2 separate regions of the Mus musculus genome follow, and region 1 is linked to region 2. A link is a contact called in public Hi-C data. All regions are on one chromosome and are shown on one strand. The core of a region is the stretch at or near the end of the contact, and the rest is flanking DNA. Distances in the headings are between cores, read along the strand shown. Region 1 overlaps Lrmda (leucine rich melanocyte differentiation associated). Region 2 overlaps Lrmda (leucine rich melanocyte differentiation associated).

The links. Hi-C and Micro-C count contacts between places; a contact is called where the count stands out from the background.
Region 1: a Hi-C map of uterus shows a contact between it and region 2, with 2.5 times the contacts expected there. The contact joins two enhancer-like sites. A contact is called at or near these places in 6 of 39 promoter capture datasets (the 3T3-L1 cell line, 3T3-L1-derived adipocytes, hippocampal neurons and 2 more), 7 of 484 Hi-C or Micro-C datasets (embryonic limb bud, nephron progenitors and uterus) and 3 of 9 other capture datasets (adipose tissue, embryonic trunk and pancreatic islet).

Annotation. Positions count from the first base shown.
Region 1 is chr14:22,756,120-22,758,819 of GRCm38.p6, reverse strand. The region is part of intron 5 of Lrmda (leucine rich melanocyte differentiation associated); the gene reads right to left. All of the region lies in intron 1 of Gm30926 (a long non-coding RNA gene), which reads left to right. Among named protein-coding and RNA genes, the nearest start is that of Gm30926, 44 kb to the left of the region's middle. Within about 2 kb of position 1,254, at least 4 of the 459 cell types and tissues checked have an H3K27ac peak or open chromatin away from gene starts, as enhancers often do. A contact at or near this core is called in uterus, where this site is marked.
Region 2 is chr14:22,608,463-22,611,162 of GRCm38.p6, reverse strand. All of the region lies in intron 5 of Lrmda (leucine rich melanocyte differentiation associated), which reads right to left. Among named protein-coding and RNA genes, the nearest start is that of 4930405A10Rik, 67 kb to the right of the region's middle. Within about 2 kb of position 1,277, at least 15 of the 459 cell types and tissues checked have an H3K27ac peak or open chromatin away from gene starts, as enhancers often do. A contact at or near this core is called in uterus, where this site is marked.

The DNA.
Region 1 (2,700 bases), core at 5-2,504, 150 kb before region 2:
TCAATGTCACCAGCTTAAATAACCAAAGCCTTGATCAACAGCTGCACACATAAAAAGTGTCTAGGTGATGGTTTGGTTTTTTTTCCCTCAAATTTGTTTTTATCCTGCTGAGCTGTTGGAACATCCAGGAGTCAGAGTATCTTACTATAGGAAGCTAAACAAGGATGGCTCAGGAAGAGATCCCTTGTTAGAAAAACCAGACACAACTGGATTGCAAGGGAAATATATGATTGACCCTAAAAGCAAGAGGGGTTTAAATGAGCCAGGACTCACTCTCAACAGCATTTTGGCTGATCTTATCTAAAAGGCTGCACTGTCACCTAGTAAAGGTAATGAAATGGTCCAACCCAGGCAAATGGTCCAACCCAGGCAAACATCTTTAAAGGAGGAACATTCTGCACTGCCTCTCACACCTTTCTGTAACTGGATCTTTGTCTCTAATTATTCATAATTATCCATCTCCTCATGAATGTGACAGACAACTTTCTCTTGGCTGATGGCTTCCTTCTTAGCACTTGTCCATAAAGAAAGCTGTAAATGAATGAAGCTTTGGCTCAGTGCCACCACCCTACTAAGCCAGGTTTTGGGGACACGGGCTCCAGGGGTGCTCTGCACTACTGTTAAACCATCACAGATACTTGTTGGTCACCAGGGAAAAAAAATGATTCCACGTTGGCATTCTCACTTGAAGTCGTATTGTTAAGTCAGGACTTCGCCTGAGCCTACAGCTAGAGCCTCATTTTCTGGGGTCAATATGTTTACAGCTATACACATGTTAGGGAGGATCCAACTATGCCCGGGGAGTTCTGATAATTGGTGCCTGGGTCGGCCAAGAAAACTCAGTGGGGGAAAAAAAATCAGAAAAGAAAGAACAATTTGCTCATAAAATTAGGGAGGAATAGATCAGCGGTTTTTGTAAAGCCATAAAGCAGCTCAAGGAAGTCTTGAGAAAAACAAACTCCCTAAATCACTCTCTCCCTCACTCTCCTGCTGCTCCAGACAGCAAACAGGATATGCTTCCTTGGAACTGTCTATAAATTTAGGGTGAGAAAAACAAATCAGATCTTGTGGACAGAGCACTAGGCTGCAAGGAACATGGTTAGATTTCCCGTCTACTTGGAGGAAGACACCCAACAGCATTTTCTCATCAAATATTGGTGATAAGAAAGGCATTTAGTGCTCCAGGGGATGGGGTTGCTGTGGGTGGGTGGTATGACATTAAAAAGTTATAGCCAGTGTCCTATAAAACATCGCAGGCCCATCCACACATGCTCGCTCTGTTCTCAAGCCAAGGATAATAGTATTGCAGTGCAGCACCATCAGCATTAGCTGGAGCAGAGATGTCCTTTTGCCAGAGAACTTTAGAAACACAGTTCTTAATCAGTGGAGATGCCATGAACTTCTTTAGGGTGCATAGAAAAAAGCTAAAGCTAGCCTATCATTTCTGAAAATCCAGCTCTCTTGAGGTCGATCTGACCTTACCTTCTTGCCCCAGGTTCTTCCTCCAGTGTCAAGCTACTTCTTGCCAATCTGAACCTAAGAAACTGGGTTACAAAGTACAAAATCAGAAATTAATTGCTGCCCAAACTTGAAGGGACATCTTTTAGGGCATAAAGAGAACATTTGAGTACTCTAAAAAGGGGACTTGATCTTGAGAAAGAAGCCTGGGGTGGGGCAAAGTGTTACCTAGCTATGGCGGAGAACTCAAACTGATTTTGTAGATCAAGGCATCTCAGCCTCCATTTTTAATACTTTGCACTTCATAATTCCTTCCTTCTGAGAACTCTTCTGAGAGCCTTCTGAGAGATCACAGATCCTTAGCTAAAGCCTTGTGTATGAGGTAAGCACACATCTGCTCCAAAAGAATGCACTTTTCAATGTCTTCAAGGGACTGGGAAGAGAGTTCAGCAAGTACCATGCCTGGCACTGAGGCATGTAGACCTGAGCTACAGCATAGCATGCACATTAAAGCTGAGCATGCTGGCACATCTGTTATTTTTGTCATGTGACCCAAAATAGGGGATCCCTGAAAATGTTTGTTCCACTATCAGTGGAATGAGTGAGTAGCAGGTTCAGTGAAAGACTCTGTCTTGGGGGGAAAAAAAAAAAGGTGGATGTCAAAGAAGATGACAATGCAGACCTCTGGCCTGCACATATGCATTCACGCATGCACCTGACTGCACATGCATACACAGGAACACACAAATATCTATAACACAGACATCTTCAGAGATCATTAAATAGACATCAAGGATGTCAAAGGATTTCCCTAGTGGAGAACCATTGCCCTAAACTACTGGGCAAATCCATTCCAGAAACTCTCTGGGCCTGGTTTAAAACAAAACAAAACAAAACAAAACAAAACAAAACAAAACAAAACAAAATGGTTTCCTAAGGATCTGTCCTCATGTGTTCTTTGCCATGATCCGAGAAAACCTGATTCTTCTGCATGTAATAGCAACCTTGTGCTTGGGCTTCTTAGTAAAGGCCAATGTTGGTTCACTGTAAGGTGAACGTTAGATCTGAAAAGTAACTTCTACCATTATACTCAATGAGCTAAGGAAAGAGACAGCATCAAAAGAGTCGAGAGTCATGGTTCACCATGAAGGACAGACCTGTGGAGAGGCTTCTGAGGAGAGACATGGCCACAGAAGAGGCATAGCCACTGTTCTTGGATGCAGGGAGACATGGTAAAGAATC
Region 2 (2,700 bases), core at 28-2,527:
GGCCACATGTCCTAATCCTTTTAAACAACGCCACTCCCTATGAGCCTATGGGGGACCATTTTCATCCAAACCACCACAATATCCCTTAATAGGATCTTAACACTTTTTTAAATGTATAAAAATAAAATAAAACGGTACTTTGGGCTCTTAGTCTGAGTACCACACACATGTCTGTGATCCAAACTTCACAGGTAGGTCAGAATATAATATATATATATATTATATATATATACATAATATAATATAATATATATATATATATATATATATATATATATATATATATATATATATACACAGGTGGGCAAGGATACAGAGCCTGGGAAGTCCCACATCCGACATGCTGCTGACACAGTTACACATACAGGAACAGCAGCTGGAGCCCTGAAAATTCTTTTATTGTAACGCATCAAAATTTCCAAACACAAAGGCAAGAAGAAACCACGTGGAGTAGTTCACCCTCATCTCTAGGAACAAGGAAGGACTGGCCCTCATGCCGGGGAACCAATATCTCCTGTCATTTGTAACATGCCGTTGCCTTATGAGAGGTGACTAAGGCTCATGTCCTCCAAATCATTCTACAAAGATGCCAGGGAGCCCTGGTGAGAGACTCAACTTTCCTAAGTGCTTCTGGGACTCAGAATAGATTGTCAAGGAAGATCTGGCCTAAATTAACTCATTAACAACAGGAAGAGCTTTTAGAGAATTGATTTTTTTAAAACCTATTAAAGATTTCTTTAATTCTATTTGTTTATGGGTGTGTACATGCACTTACAGATGTATATGCCCATGTGTGTGTGTGTGTGTGTGTGTGTGTGTGTGTGTGTGTGTGTGTATGTACATGCTCTTGTGCTATTATCTGGTCCCTCAGAGCTGAAGCTTCAGGTATCTGTGGAGTGTCCGGCTTGATATAAGGGTGCTGGGGCCTAAACTCCAGTCTTCATTATTGCCTAGCCAATGTTCTTAATCCCTGGGTCACCTCTCTAGCCCCCAACAGTGGTTTGGTTTTTAACGGACCCACTACTATAGTCTGCTATTATCAACATATATCTATCTGGCAGATGGTACTGTTGCCACCATGACACAGCTCAAAGTCAGAGAAATGGGGGGACTTGCCCAAGGTCACCTTTAACTGCTGGCAAGGAAGCTGAATAGCAGTCCTTGGATGGAGACTCTCAGCATAGCTCCTCTCGCTCTCTGACACACTTTGGGGACTGAGCGTGGAGTGCCTTTGCACAGGGTCTATAATTAGTTGTCTGGTCCCAGTTGCTAGCAGGGTAAACAACGTCTGATAAACCCACAGCGCTGTAAGTATTTATTACACTGCAACCCAGCTGCCAACTGCCTAACCATTTTAATAAAAAGCTATTTTCTAAGGTTTATGTTTTATTGCGTGTATGACTCCCTTATTGGTTAGCATTTTGGAGTTGTGGAAAAGGTTATGAATTTAGAAACTGGCTGCATTCATATCATATTTAAAACTTAATGCTATTTTATTAAAGACATATGGGCCTCTAAAGTACACATATTAAATGTCATGTAAGAAAAGTAGCAGTTTAAATCATGGTCAAGTTCATTTTTGACGTGACTCCTGAGGCTTCCCAAGATCTGAACTATTTCTTTGTAAATCTGGCAGTTTAACCGCACTCATAAATCACTTTCAAAGTGTATTATTTCTTAATTTTACTGCATTAGAGAGTGTTTGGCCTACACAGTGAACTGTTTGTAGCAGTTATATGAACAAAGTTGCACATTAATCCCACAGAGCTTGGAAGAAGAGGGAGAGGGAGACGCTTTCCTCCCAGGGTCAGTTTTCTTCCCACTGAACATTTCGTTTGTACAAACAGAGTCCCCGCTCTTCCTGTCCCGGCCCTCTCATCTAAGCACAAGTCGCAAGTTGGCCATGGAGCTGTTCTCAATACAAGGAAGAAATGAATCCTTTGTAACTTAATCTTTTCCTAAACAGCCCATGACTAAAAATTAGAATGCATGTAGAAATCTTTTTTTCTTTACACATTATACTGAGCAGATACATTTGGTTTTTTTGTTTGTTTGTTTGTTTTTTTTGTTTTTTTTTTTTTTTAATGTGGCTTTTTGTAATTCAGGACTTGGCTGTTCTGTAATTATCCCAAGATCTGATATCTCCACCTTGGGTTTCAAAGTCCTTCTAAGGATGAGATAATATTCTTTGGACATGGGTAATAAGCCCCCAACGTCACTCCCCGGCCTTTTCTATTCCACTTTGTGGCTGAAGGGAGCCTAATCCCAATGACAGATTCCAGGATCTAAACCTCAGCCTTGACGTCCAGATTCGCCAAGGGAGTTGGAGGGGGATTAGGAGAGTTGAGTCCAAGGTCATCCAAATGAAAGGGCTTAAGGGCTTATTTCTGCATCAGGCGTCCTTCTGCTGAGATGAGGCTGTGAGAAGCCTCCACCACAGCTGTCCTGTCTACCAGGACTGTGTCCTGTTGTCCTCTCAAGTGTATCTGTGACCCTGGACCCTCTTCCTTTGTCTGTTCTACACTAAACCTTGAATGCTTTCTTGGGCCTGGATCCCTCTCTCTACAATTCCTGTGGAATAAATGGCTTTGCTCTGTGTTACAAGACTCCCAAATTCAGGAGCTGAGACCTCCCTGGGAAGAATGTATGGTCTTCTTTTCTCCTTTCATATTCAGCGAATACATGCTTAGTTAAAGCCTT